Linked DNA regions of Capra hircus: region 1 is linked to region 2. The links are chromatin contacts, called in public Hi-C maps. All regions are on one chromosome and are shown on one strand. Each heading gives the region's core, a stretch centred on a gene start, on an enhancer-like site or on the middle of the called end of the contact. The rest is flanking DNA. Distances are from core to core; before and after follow the strand shown.

The links. A called contact is a pair of places that touch in the nucleus more often than the background predicts.
Region 1: a Hi-C map of blood shows a contact between it and region 2, with 5 times the contacts expected there. The contact joins the enhancer-like site here to the promoter of ANKRD44 in region 2. A contact is called at or near these places in 3 of 5 Hi-C or Micro-C datasets (all in blood).

The regions. Positions count from the first base shown.
Region 1 is chr2:50,201,970-50,208,638 of ARS1.2, forward strand. All of the region lies in intron 1 of ANKRD44 (serine/threonine-protein phosphatase 6 regulatory ankyrin repeat subunit B), which reads left to right. Among named protein-coding and RNA genes, the nearest start is that of ANKRD44, 120 kb to the left of the region's middle. Within about 2 kb of position 2,267, at least 1 of the 5 cell types and tissues checked has an H3K27ac peak or open chromatin away from gene starts, as enhancers often do.
Region 2 is chr2:50,080,160-50,087,322 of ARS1.2, forward strand. It overlaps ANKRD44 (serine/threonine-protein phosphatase 6 regulatory ankyrin repeat subunit B), which reads left to right and starts at 4,611. Exons shown (of 28, transcript XM_018061363.1): 1 at 4,611-4,834. The coding sequence starts at 4,808.

The DNA.
Region 1 (6,669 bases), core at 1,017-3,516, 120 kb after region 2:
GTAATGTCTCTGCTTTTTAATATGCGTCTAGGTTGGTCATAGCTTTTCTTCCAAGGAGCAAGCATCTTTTAATTTCATGGCTGCAGTCACCATCTGCAGTGATCTTGGAGCCCAAGAAAATAAAGTCTGTCACTGTTTCCATTGTTTCCCCATTTATTTGCCATGAAGCGATGGGACCAGATGCCATGATCTTAGTTTTTTAAATGTTGAGTTTTAAGCCAGCTTTTTCCCTGTCCTTGTTTACTTTAATCAAGAGGCTCTTTAGTTCTTCTTTGCTTTCTGCCATAAGGGTGGTGTCATCTGCGTATCTGAGGTTATTGGTATTTTTTGCAGCAATCTTGATTCCAGCTTGTATTTCATCCAGCCCAGTGTTTCTCATGATGTACTCTGCATATAAGTTAAATAAGCAGGGTGACAATATACAGCCTTGACGTACTCCTTTACCTGTTTGGAACCAGTCTGTTGTTCCATGTCCAGTTCTAACTGTTGCTTCTGGACCTGCATACAGAGTTCTCAGGAGGCAGGTAAGGTGGTCTGGTATTCCCATCTCTTTAAGAATTTCCCACAGTTTGTTGTGATCCACACAGTTGAAGGCTTTGGTGTAGTCCACGAAGCAGAAATGGATGTTTTTCTGGAACTCTATTGCTTTTTCTATGACCCAAGGGATGTTGGCAATTTGATCTCTCGTTCCTCTACCTTTTCTAAATCCAGCTTGAACATCTGGAAGTTCTCTGTTCGTGTACTATTGGAGCCTTGCTTGTGGTTTCCTCATCTATAAAACAGAGTCATCATCATCACATGACCCTGTATTATAGATGAGGAAACCATGGCTAAGATTTAGCTCAAAGTCTCTCTGATACCATACATGAGTCTCCCTCCTGTGGCAGAAGAGAGAGAGATCTCAGGTCTGTAAAAATCAACATTGCTTCCAGATTTCAAGCTTACAGTTACTGTTGTTTCATCATTTCCTTTTACCTGACCTTTTGTAAGTATCTAGTAGCAACGTTGACATGCTTGGGTTTCATTTTTCCTCCAGCCAGCGCTCCTCTGGTGAAGGTGCTAATAGGCACTCTTAAAGAGCAGAGAGATCTCTCTTTAAGGAGGATCTCAAGAAAGGAAGGTGAGGCAAAGGAAATGAATGTTCCAGAAACTGAATAACTGGTCCTTGAATAATTATATCATAGTCAATGCCTCCGTGTCATAATCATTTTGGAAAAGGATGGATAAATTAATTTTTCCATTTTCTGATTAACTGTAGTTCTTCTTTCACAAGTGTAAAGTTAATAAATCTCTACGATAGAGTATTACCGATACTTTGAGTTTTATGCTTTTTTCTGTTTTTAATAAAAAATTGGAAATATTATAGACACTTTGTGGCAAAGTTTGTAGGAGACATTTTCAGTCATGTAGTCTTGCATTAAAAATGTTTATGAGGACTCAGTATATTTTGTACAGTTCTTAAGGGAAACAGATTTTGCTTTTACGATCATCATTGTCTTTCTGTGATGGAGTGAACTTCTCCCCAAATAAGGAGTGATCTATATTCAAGAATCACTCAATGGCACTCTGTCAGCAGATCACGCAGCAGGCAGGACCCACATGAATAGAGCTAACAAGTTCTGTCCATTAAATCTAGTGACTCGAGCAAATTTTTATTATCCTTTTGTAAAAATGCAAGCACTGCCTCACACAAAAACCAGTTGTTACCTAATGAAGTGTTTCAGCATGTTCATATAAGTTGATGGTTTCACATGGTCAGATTATTGCTATATCAGCTATTAGCTACTAATAACATGCTCCCATCCTGCTTTAATGACATACTGTACTCAGAATACTTAAGTGTGGACAGATGTTTAGGAATATCATTTTTCCCTCTTGGCTGTTGATTGATTCCCAAAACTCACTCTTGATTAGAATGCAAGATGTTTTCATTTAGACTTGGAATCTTTACTTATTCAGCCTAATCAGAAAAAGACAAACAGCATGCCAACAAATTGGAATGTAATGCTGAGCATCTTCTTGGACTTCCTACCATGGGCTATATTTTCAGATGCTCAGCGACAGCCTCTATCACTCTGCTTATCTTCCAAAGCCAACATATTAGAAAAGAATATGAAGCTCTGACAAAGCGAAATGCACTATACAGTGGTTTTAGCTAAAATCAAACTGTTAGTTTCAATAGAAGATTTTGGAGAGTGCTAACCGATGGGGATCTGTCATTGCAAGACAGGACGGAGTGGATCCTTTAAGTCAACTGTGCTTTCCTCACAGTTGAGCTTTATTCCTAAGCCAGTGGCATATCTGATACCACTAGCAGCACTTTTAAAAAGTGCAGTTGAGGAAATAATTGGATTTTGTACGTGAAGAAAATAATTCTTTAACATCTGGGTTTTAAATAGCTTTATTCTTCCTAAAAACCTGGACCCTCAGGGATCAATAGGAAAGTTTAAAAAATTTTTGTTTTGGGGTGTGATGCAGGTTGTATTTACTTTTTTCTAAGAATTCTCCCAGAAGCTTGAATCCTTTCATGTCTTGAATAAAACGGATCCTCCAGCTACCTTAATCACACAACTTGAATATTTACTCTTACCTCCCAGGTAACAAATTAACTTCTTGCTCCCCCTAGTGGTATTGTTACTCTACTTCACAGTTTGAGAATACTGTTGTCAGTACGTTATTTGATTTAGCGTCTTATATTTGGGAATTGGATATTTTCCTCATTTGTTCTCAAAGACTGAGAATAAAATAGAAAAATACTGTAGTGTGTGGTCTGATAGGGATGTGGGTAGTGAAAGTGAAAGTGGCTTTTTGCGGATAAATGTTTAGTTCCTAATGTCAGCAATGGCCACATTGCTCATAATGGTTGCCAAATTCAAGGGGCTTCTGCTCTGCTCTTCTGTCTTAGAGGGGTCAAATGTCATCAGGCTGGCAGTCACCTCTAGAAGGCAGCTGTTCACACTTCTGGCAAGTGTGAACAGCCCTACCAGTTCACTCTTCTACCAGTAGAGTGCTGGTAGTTGGTGGTATTGAAAGACAAGGAAAGGTACCATCTGAATATTGACCCCTACTTGTGCCATTGGTTAAGCAAGCCCAGGAAGTATCCTTCTGAATCTACATGAGGGACTGTGCCAGTATCCACAGCACATGGAAATCATTTCCAATCTACAGCTGCTAAACATGCTAAAACAATTCTGGTAACTGAAGCTGCAAATCTCTCTTTAAGAATTTAAATTTCTTTAGGGATTGATAACCAGTGGTTTCATGACATCAGAATCTTTCTCTTTTTCCTGCCACTATTTGTTTTTCACAGCTCTGACCCTTGTTAAAAATGTATTTATTCAAATTTGCACACAAAGCACTTGTATTTTGTATATGCTAGCATTGAAATGGGTGAAAATTCTAAAAAAAATTCTTGTTCATGCCAAGGCTTGGGACTCTGTTCTTTTGCATGGAAGGCCCTATCAAGGTCAAGGCAAAAGATACAGTGATTTCCAAATAAATAGTCAACAGAGTATAAATACTTGGTATTTATGAACAAGAGTACTGTAATTAGAATATTCACTCTTTTTTAAAGTCATGTAATAGAGACAGAATTTAGATGTATCTTTTCCCAAATATTTATTCTCAAGGCAAGTGTTTGCCTCAGTTCAGATCAGTTCAGTTGCTCATTCATGTCCAACTCTTTGCGACCCCATGAATTGCAGCACGCCAGGCCTCCCTGTCCATCACCAACTCCCGGAGTTTACTCAAACTCATGTCCATTGAGTCAGTGATGTCGTCCAGCCATCTCATCCTCTGTCATCTCCTCCTCCTGCCCCCAATCCCTCCCAGCATCAGGGTCTTTTCCAATGAGTCAACTCTTCACGTGAGGTGGCCAAAGTATTGGAGTTTCAGCTTTAGCATCATTCCTTCCAAGGAACACCCAGGACTGATTTCCTTTAGGATGGGCTGGTTGGATCTCCTTACAGTCCAAGGGACTCTCAAGAGTCTTCTCCAACACCACAGTTCAAAAGCATCAATTCTTCGGCCCTCAGCTTTCTTCACAGTCCAACTCTCACATCCATACATGACCACTGGAAAAACCGTAGCCTTGACTAGACGGACCTTTGTTGGCAAAGTAATGTCCCTGCTTTTTAATATGCTAGGGAAACATAAAACAGTAGGATCCAATTAAAATTCCAACAAAAGGGAATGTCAAAGTGTTATATGGGTGTGTTTTATTCGGAAGTGTAGAGAAAAAAAGAAATGCCTGTACTGTTTTTTGTGTTTTTTTTTTTAGAGAAGTACCACTAGCTCAAGAGTTATAGAAATTTAGTTCAAGAACTTCATCCATGTAAACACATGGCAAAGCATGTGTGTGAAGTTCTGATTTGGAATTTCATAGTGCCTGGATTCACAGTTGTGAAAACAATGATGTCACAGTGGCCACACAGCCCAGCTGGGGCAGAAATGTTCAGTTAGCAAGACTTTGGAGAACTGGCACTTTTCTATTCCACAGGGAGTGGGAGGGATTTGTGTGTCCATCAGCATGTATCTCTGTGCATACAGACGTGAATGTAGATGCAGATGAGTACATACATGGGCAAAATGTAGCCAGGTATATGTGGGTTTATTCATGTATACACGTGACTGAGAGAGTTACAATTGTCAGCTTCTTCCCAATGGATACTAGGGATTCTGAGCATTGACAATACTCCCCAAAGCAGCTTTTAGCAGAGACTGGGAGGCATTGAGGAAGTATGCATACTATTTTCTGCTGGGAATTCTCTGCATTGATGATAACCTTCCAGTGGGTCTCAGGGACTGGGCCTGGAAGTGTTTGGAAAGCTCCACACGCCACTCCCTGCTGAGGGCTGTGCTGGCATCCTTGTCTGGCAGCTTTGCAGGGTGGCTCTCCTTGGGTACATTCCAGCCATAGCTTGGAACCCTTGCCTTTCTTGAGTGGTGTGAGGACTGAATATCTGCGTGCATTCTTTCACTCAAGAGTGAAGAGAAGCTTTGCTTATCTAGCTGGGTTTCCTTAAAGTGACTAACCAGTGGTGCATTAAACTGGGGTGGATTTGTTTCTCAGAATCTTAACTTCTCAACTGTTGACTGATCACTGTTGACTCAACACTAAAATCTCATCTGCCTCTGCTTGTCATCCCTCGGTTATTGGGGTTTGGTATTTGCTTTCTCTTAAGGTTCAAAAGGGCAGAAAAATATGCACAAGCATTTGGCAATAGGCACAGCAGATAGAGAATTATGAAGTAGATATGCCAGAGTCAGATATTTTTGTTGAAATTCTGACTTTATATGACTGTCTGTTTTACTTGAAATATGGTCCTTGCCATGAGGCAGGGTGTCTGGAGACGTGGCAGGTAGTCAGCAAGTGTAGGGAAGCAACTTATTATCTTGGGCAGAGTGCCAGCTCACACCAACTGGTCAAACATGCATTCTTTTCAAGACTTTTTTCCTGCTACTTAATTGTTGGTAATTTGAGGAACTATCTTTGAATCAGATACCTTGGCAAGAAGATAGGATTAAGAGAATATTTGGGACCAAAAAGAGATATACATCTGTCTACTTGCTAGAAACTTTGATGGCTGAGGGAAAACTGTGGACAAATTCCTGACAGGTGGTAATACTTATCTGCAATTTAATATATTTTTTTTGCCACGCACTGCATCATGAGATATCTTAGTTTTCCGACCAGGGATCAAACCTGTGTCCCCTGTATTGGGAGCACAGAGTCTTAACCTTTGGGCCACCAGGGAAGTCCCTAACATTTTTAAAAATATAATGTTTCCTTAAATCTTACCATGTTCTACTGACAATACTTATGTTGGTCCCCTCAAATAACAAGGAACATCATTAAAATGTGTAAGAAAGGCAACAGGAAGTTAAAAAATAGAAAAGAAAGTTTGTAGGGAAAGTCAGGACTTGGAATTTCATATAGATTACAGAGAGGTTGAGGCAGATAATTCTAACCATGTCACTTTAGGTCAGTGCTCACAGTTCCCAATAACTAAGTGTATGATTATTAGAAGTCTGGGTTCTCTGACCCCAGCCCAGAATCCCCAGGGAAAGGGTCTGGGAATATTGTTTTAGTAAGCATCTTAGGTGATACTTATGATCAGACAAGTCTGGGAAACTGCCACCATCCAATTGCCTGCTAGGACTAAAGTATTTCCAAAACTTATAAGTAAATATATGTGCGTTGTGTGTGCATGTGTGTTATTACCAAGGTTTTTCGGAAAAAAAATTGTCAGATACTCCATATTGACGTCATAAACATTTCTTAGTGAAAACATCTGTTATTTGGATAGGGTTGTATGGCTTCCCATGTGGTGCTAGTGGTAAAGAACCCACCTGCCAATGCAGGAGACGTAAGAGACCAGGATTCCTTTCCTGCATCAGGAAGGAGCCCCTGGAGGAGGGTATGGCTACCCACTCCAGTATTCTTCCCTGGAGAATCCCATGGACAGAGGAGCCTGGTGGGCTACAGTCCATGGAGTCCCAAAGAGTCAGACATGACTGAAGTGAATTAGCACGCAGCATGTGGGGTTATAGAAGGTTTTCCTATGTATTATCTCAGTTGTTCCTAAAACCAACCGTTTGATGGGTTGGACAACAAAGATCAGATCATGTTTGGCCCCAGATTACGCACAGGAAATGGGCTCAACATGT
Region 2 (7,163 bases), core at 3,361-5,860:
GTTAACTGGTTGAAGATGAGGAAGCAATATACCAGGAGTAAGAGCCAAAGGAATCTGAGTCACTGGCTAAGGCAACTAGTGCTTTCCAGGCCTGCTCAAGCTGTCTCTTACATACCACTTCTATTAGATGAAGGATTGCTCTTGTGCATGCCCAGCCTTATGGGTTGATGGGTCAGGTAACAACCGGTTCATAATGGGCAGCTGAGATTCCATAGTCATTTGATGTCTCATGGCCAGTCATTCAAATTCAGTAGCAAGATAGGTACAAATGGAGAATTGTTATCTGCAGAAGAGGGCATGGCTTTGTTGTGAAGCTAAAGAAGGCTGTATTATGGGTCTTCTATCAGAGTTTTCCTTTCCCTGGTATACAGTGTAGAAAAAGAAGACTCCGTAGTAGGACCTTATGATCCATAGGAACCAAATTTGCAACTTTTAGGTATCACAGGATTCCTCTGGATCGTAAGGTCCCATTACGGAGTCTTCTTTTTCTACATTGTATACCAGGGATACTGTTATCTCCATTTCATCAAATATATACTACTACTGAGTCTGAGTTATGTTAACCAATGAAGCAAACTGTTGGAGTCACTTTCAATTTATGAACTCACACATTAAATCCAGACTTTCTGGTAAATGCACCCATATCAGTAAATTTAGCTCAATCTTTTTGCTCTTTATTTTGCCTGGAACTTGACCAAGGACTGTTTGACCTTTCACAAAACCATGTCACCAGTGATAACACCAGTGTTGATATGTGAGTTGCTAGTAAAACACATTCATATTGGATTGCATTTGTAATTCTCTCCTTCAGATTGGTTCGACATACAACTAAGTGCAAGTATCTTATTATTGTGTCTTTTGATAGAGCTGTGCTTTAGCATTTACTTATTGAAATACACATTAATTATAAATCACTTTCCTTTTATTTTCCTTGTTATACAATTAGGGCATTATATTGATTTGGAGAGAAATTTGCGTAGGTAGGTAATATTATCTATGAATTTCATTTCATAGTAATGAAAATGTTAAAAATACTAGTTATAAAAGGAGATGATGGGTCTGAAAGGGCTGAGAACTGCGTGTCCCTCCTTTCAGATCAGATCCCAAGAACTTATGTTTAGACATGCCCGTGATGAACCAAAGTGGATCTTGAGTACATCTGCCAAATCAAGTCATTTGTTATCACTCTTCTGAAAGTCAGCTATATTTAGGTAGAGAAGTTAGGGTCTTATTGTTACTTATTAATACAAAGCCACAAAGGATGATATTAGTGAATAGACAAACCGACAACAGCACTGAAGAACTTCATAGATGCAAAAAAAGGAAACTATTTTGTGTTTGAGGGAAGCCTTGGAAAGATGTCTTTTTGTCTCTGTGCATCACTGAGGACTGTGGAAGCCAGGAGAGTGCTTTCTTGTCTGTGTGATCTGAATCCCAAGTCCATGGTTAGATAATAAAAGGGAGAATGCCAAGCAAATGCTACCACCCCTCATTTCTCAAATAGACTCTTGGGGAGGCTCTGAAAGTGGGGAGGAAGAGTCCACATTTGATTTATGAATTAAGGGTAGATAGGGAGGAAAGTTATGACCAACCTAGATAGCATATTCAAAAGCAGAGATATTACTTTGCCAACAAAGGTCCGTGTAGTCAAGGCTGTGGTTTTTCCAGTGGTCATGTATGGATGTGAGAGTTGGACTGTGAAGAAGGCTGAGTGCCAAAGAATTGATGCTTTTGAAGTGTGGTGTTTGGAGAAGACTCTTGAGAGTCCCTTGGACTGCAAGGAGATCCAACCAGTCCCTCCTAAAGGAGATCGGTCCTGGGTGTTCATTGGAAGGACTGATGCTGAAGCTGAAACTCCAATACTTTGGCCACCTCATGCGAAGAGTTGACTCATTGGAAAAGACCCTGATGCTGGGAGGGATTGGAGGCAGGAGGAGAAGGGGACGACAGAGGATGAGATGGCTGGATGGCATCACCAACTTGATGGACATGAGTTTGAGTGGACTCCGGGAGTTAGTGATGGACAGGGAGGCCTGGCGTGCTGTGATTCATGGGGTCGCAAAGAGTCAGACACGACTGAGCGACTGAACTGAACTGACTGTAGTTTCGGTTTGCTGCTCAATGTAGGTTTATTCCATGACATGCCAGGGGCACGTGGGTCAGCCTGGGAGCAGCACCCCATCCACTTGCCCACTTAACTCTTCCTCTGGCAGAATCTCAACTCTTGTCACTTTCTCAGGGAAACCCATCTTCACCTACCAGCCTGGCTTGATTCCTCAGTCATGGATTTCTTTACAAGTATTTTTTTCCCCTGTGAACCCTTATCTCAGTCTGTAATTACATTCATTAGTGGTGATTATTTATGTCCAACATCTCCTGACTAGGTATCTTGGATGTTTATGCTCCCCCTTTCATATTGTGTCTATCCAGCATCTGGTGCAAAGTCAGCACTCAGTACATAGTTGTTGAATGACTAAGTGTGCATGCATGCTAAGTTGCTTCAGTCCTGTTCCACTCTTTGCGACTCTATGGACTGTAGCTCACCAGGCTCCTCTGTCCATGGGGATTCTCCAGGCAGCAAGAATCTGGAATGGGTTGCCATTTCCTTCCCCAGGAATGAATAAGTATTTGCTCCAAATTCCACAAGTATTCAGTTCAGTTCAGTTCAGTCGCTCAGTCGTGTCCGACTCTTTGTGACCCCATGAATCGCAGCACGCCAGGCCTCCCTGTCCATCACCAACTCCCGGAGTTTACTCAGACTCACGTCCATCGAGTCCGTGATGCCATCCAGCCATCTCATCCTCTGTCGTCCTCTTCTCCTCCTGCCCCCAATCCCTCTCAGCATCAAAGTCTTTTCCAGTGAGTCAACTCTTCGCATGAGGTGGCCAAAGTACTGGAGCTTCAGCTTTAGCATCATTCCCGCCAAAGAAATCCCAGGGCTGATCTCCTTCAGAATGGACTGGTTGGATCTCCTTGCAGTCCAAGGGACTCTCAAAAGTCTTCTCCAACACCACAGTTCAAAAGCATCCATTCTTTGGCGCTCAGCCTTCTTCACAGTCCAACTCTCACATCCATACATGACCACAGGAAAAACCATAGCCTTGACTAGATGGACCTTAGTCGGCAAAGTAATGTCTCTGCTTTTGAATATGCTATCTAGGTTGGTCATAACTTTTCTTCCAAGGAGTGTCTTTTAATTCCATGGCTGCAGTCACCATCTGCAGTGATTTTGGAGCCCCCCAAAATAAAGTCTGACACTGTTTCCACTGTTTCCCCATCTATTTGCCATGAAGTGATGGGACCAGATGCCATGATCTTCATTTTCTGAATGTTGAGCTGTAAGCCAACTTTTTCACTCTCCTCTTTCACTTTCATCAGGAGGCTTTTTAGTTCTTCTTCACTTTCTGCCATAAGGGTGGTGTCATCTGCATATCTGGTGTTATAGATATTTCTCCCAGCAATCTTGATTCCAGCCTGTGTTTCTTCCAGTCCAGCGTTTCTCATGGTGTACTCTGCATATAAATGAAATAAGCAGGGTGACAATATACAGCCTTGACGCACTCCTTTTCCTATTTGGAACCAGTCTGTTGTTCCATGTCCAGTTCTAACTGTTGCTTTCTGACCTGCATACAGATTTCTCAAGAGGCAGGTCAGGTGGTCTGGTTAACACTTTACTATGATTACATATACTACTGTTGTGTGTGTGTCCCATGCTCTTTTACAACTGGGTCTTCTATCTGTTGAAGAGTAGGGTAACTGGATTTTGCAGAAATGAGTGGGTCAACTGGTGGAAACCCTCAAAAACCCAATTAACGCAGCAGTACAAGACCTTTTCTTCTCCTGTAACGTTGCTCCATCTTCTTCGTCCCCAAATCAAAACCCAGTGTTTGAATTTAACGATGGGGTTCTGCGTGTCTAGCAGGGAGGTAGCTGGAGAACAAGGTGAAAGGGCCAGAGCCCCCCGTCCCTACCCTCCAAGCGTTTCACAAAAACTAGCTAAAGAATGAGTCAGGGTCTCCTTGTATTAAACAAAGAGAGCACCAGCCTTGCGGTCCCTGACCAGGTGGGATGATTTGAAGAGCTGGGCGGATTCCGGACTAGGGAGAGGTTTAGAGGAAGGCGTGTGGTCCAATCTCCTGATTTGAAATTGGCTACAAGTGAATGCAGCCTTTATTGCCCCTCGGGTGTATCCACAGGGAGTGCTCACGAGGTTGTGTGTGTGTGTGTGTGGGGGGGGGTGTGTGTGAGACAGGGCGAGGGGAGGGGTCACGATCAGCAACCCCCCACCCCTCCCCAGCCCGGGGGCCTCTAAACGTGCACGCTCTGCGTGGGGGGCAGCGTGGGCGACCGGGGGGCCCGGTCCCGCTAGCCCGCGCGCAGTGTGCAGGTGCCGAAAGCAGGCGGCAGTCTGACCCCACCGTGGCGCGCCCGGTGCGGGAGCCTGGGAGCACCCTGAGCCGCGGGCTGCGAGGCGCGGCCGCGGGCGGCAGGAGGCAGCGTCGGCCCAGGCGGCGCGGCGGCGAGCGAGGCAGCGCGCGGTGATGTCAGTGGCGGCCCGGCTGGCAGCAGCCGGTACTTCCTGTATAAAGGCGGGCGGGCTCGGCTGCAAACCCTACTAGCCAGTGTCAGCCTCTCGGCGGGAGGAGGAGGAGAAGGCGGAGGAGGAGGAGGAGCAGGGGGAGGGCTGTCAAATTCGGGAGCCAGATTTTTTTCCCTTCCCTTGGCAATCCCTTCCGCTTCCCCGGCTCCTGGCGTGACATCTGCGGACCGGGGACCTGTATGTGTGTGCGCGCGAAGGAGCGGAAGAATGGCAGTGCTCAAACTCACCGACCAGGTAGGGGGCGGCGGCGCCGGCGGGCGGGACGCGCGGGCGCAGGGCGGCGCGGAGCCCCGGCAGGGGGATGGGGGCGCGGCACGGAGCGCGCCCGCGAGCTGTTTACTCGCGGCGAAGGGGAGGAGTGTGTGCGGCCGCCGGCTGCTCCGAAAGCCGGCGGCTGCAGCCCTCCTCCCCGGCTCGGTCCCCGCCCTGGGCCGTCGGAACTGCGCGCTCGGCTCGGCGGCTGGGGCGCCCCGGGGGCTGGGGAAGGGGCGGCGGGGCTCTAGCTGGCGTGCGGGGGTGCGTTGTCCACGGGCCCGGGCTGGGCAGGGGGAGGGGAGGCTCGAGGTGCTCCTCCGGCGCTGCGCAGCTTGGGCTCCGCCAGCCCGGGCGGGCGGGAGAGAGGCTGGTGCGCGCCGCCGGGAAGAGGAAGGTGGATGGAGAGGGAGAAGGATCGCAGCCTGGGACCCTTTTCCCAGCCAAGCTGGAGACCGGCCCAGACCGCGGCTCTTGTGTGGCCGGGCTGTCTTTATCCTTTTGACGTGACACCCTGACTTCCTCTTTGGTAGCCCAGGGGCTGTGTGTGCGTCGTGCACGATGGAGATCTCAGGCACGGCTGTCCCTAGAGGAGGTGAAGTTCGGCCCGGGGTTCCACTCACAGTCGGTGGGCTACCCTCTGCCTGTGTTGATGAGCTTTGTCGCTTTCCGGCTAAGCCACAGCACGGGGTAGCTCTAGAGCCCTTTGCTTGGAGAGGTGGGGATGTTTGCTAGCTCGGTTGACAGTCCTCGCTGGAGGTCTGAGGCACGAGACACCCCTACCTTTGCGGACGCTGCAGCTCTGAGGGCATTGACACAAGCGCCCAGCCAAGTTGTATGACAAAACTCTGTAACTCCTCCTACGAAAAAAGGAAACAGCTTCCTTTTATTTCTTTTGCCATTTATTCATGGATAGTGAAATGAACATTGTTTTGAGGTCCTGGTAGGCGGAGAGGCAGACTTGACTTTGACACAGGCGGTCAAACATGCCAGCCCTTGGTGTTTAAACATCTCATGCTTCTCAAGTGGGTTGCATCTGGTGCCTCCCTGTCCTCAGTATCCAGCCAGAACTTCCTGAGACTTAAGTGCAATCAATCACCACAGTAATTTGTTATCCTGCCTTTAGAGTCAAAGTTTTGCTTTGCTTTCTGTATTTACAGGCTTTAAAAATTTTCTTTTTATATGGGGGAGGGATCACTGAATTAAAATGAACCTTACTGTTAAATTTAGCAGGAGGAGCAGCTGGTAGTGATGAATCTATTTGTTTCCATTGGTTCCAGAGCATTTAAGAGTACTTGTAAGTTGATATTAGTTTAGCCCTCCCCCCAACCCCCCACCTTTTAGTCACATACTTTGACAACTGTTAGACATTTGTTTTAAATCTTTCGATTTTAGTCTGCCTTGGTCATGTTATCTTTTGCCATTGCAAGTTACTATATTTCTCTGTTAATTTCTAAATATTCATCTTCAAAGTACACAAAATGCTTCTAATAGGTGTTGTCATTTTCACATACACAAAAGAATTTTACATAGAACTTTAGAGCTGGAAGGGATGCCAAAGGTGATCTTCATCCAAATCCTTAATTTTTTAACAAAGAAACTGAGGTCTAGACAAGAGAAGCAAGTCTTCCTCAAGGACACAGCTCTTGGACTTGTAGGGCAGAGATGCACTCCTGTCTCCTGCCTTCCAGATTCCTGTCCTTTCTTCTAGGGATGGTTGATATCTCCTGCTGTCTTATCATCAGCTGTGTTGAAAGGCTGACAAGGCATCCTCTGCTAAATCAGGATCAACCCTGGTGAAAAGTATTTTTTGATTTTAGAAAGTTATTCTCCAGGACTTGTCCGAGTAGAACTTTTCAAAGAGTTTCTCTTTTAAAGTGTTTTTGAATACATCCCCACCCTTCCCCCAACAAACTAGTGTCACTGTGGAGGGCAAGAAAGGGTTGTATAACGTTTATTTGATTCCATCTCCTGATGCATAACAGGAAACTAAGGAGTTCTAAGATTCATGGACACCTAGAAGTTGACAGCCTATGGGGCAAAGCCTGAGGGAGAGGAGGTGGACTGGGTGGGGTAGAGTGGTGAACAATTATGGTTTCTGGGAGGCCTTAGGTCCAGGAACTGTGTGGTCTTTCTTGCCTTATATAGTCTTACCTTTCAGTTTGAAACTCTAAATTCTTAGAAGCTGGTTCTTAACCTCATCAGAGGCTTAAAATCCTTTGCTTAAACTCCTACTACAGGAGCTTTGCTTCACCGTTATGGTAGGGAACCACCTGCTTCAGATCTGGACCTTACGAGTTTGTAGAAATGG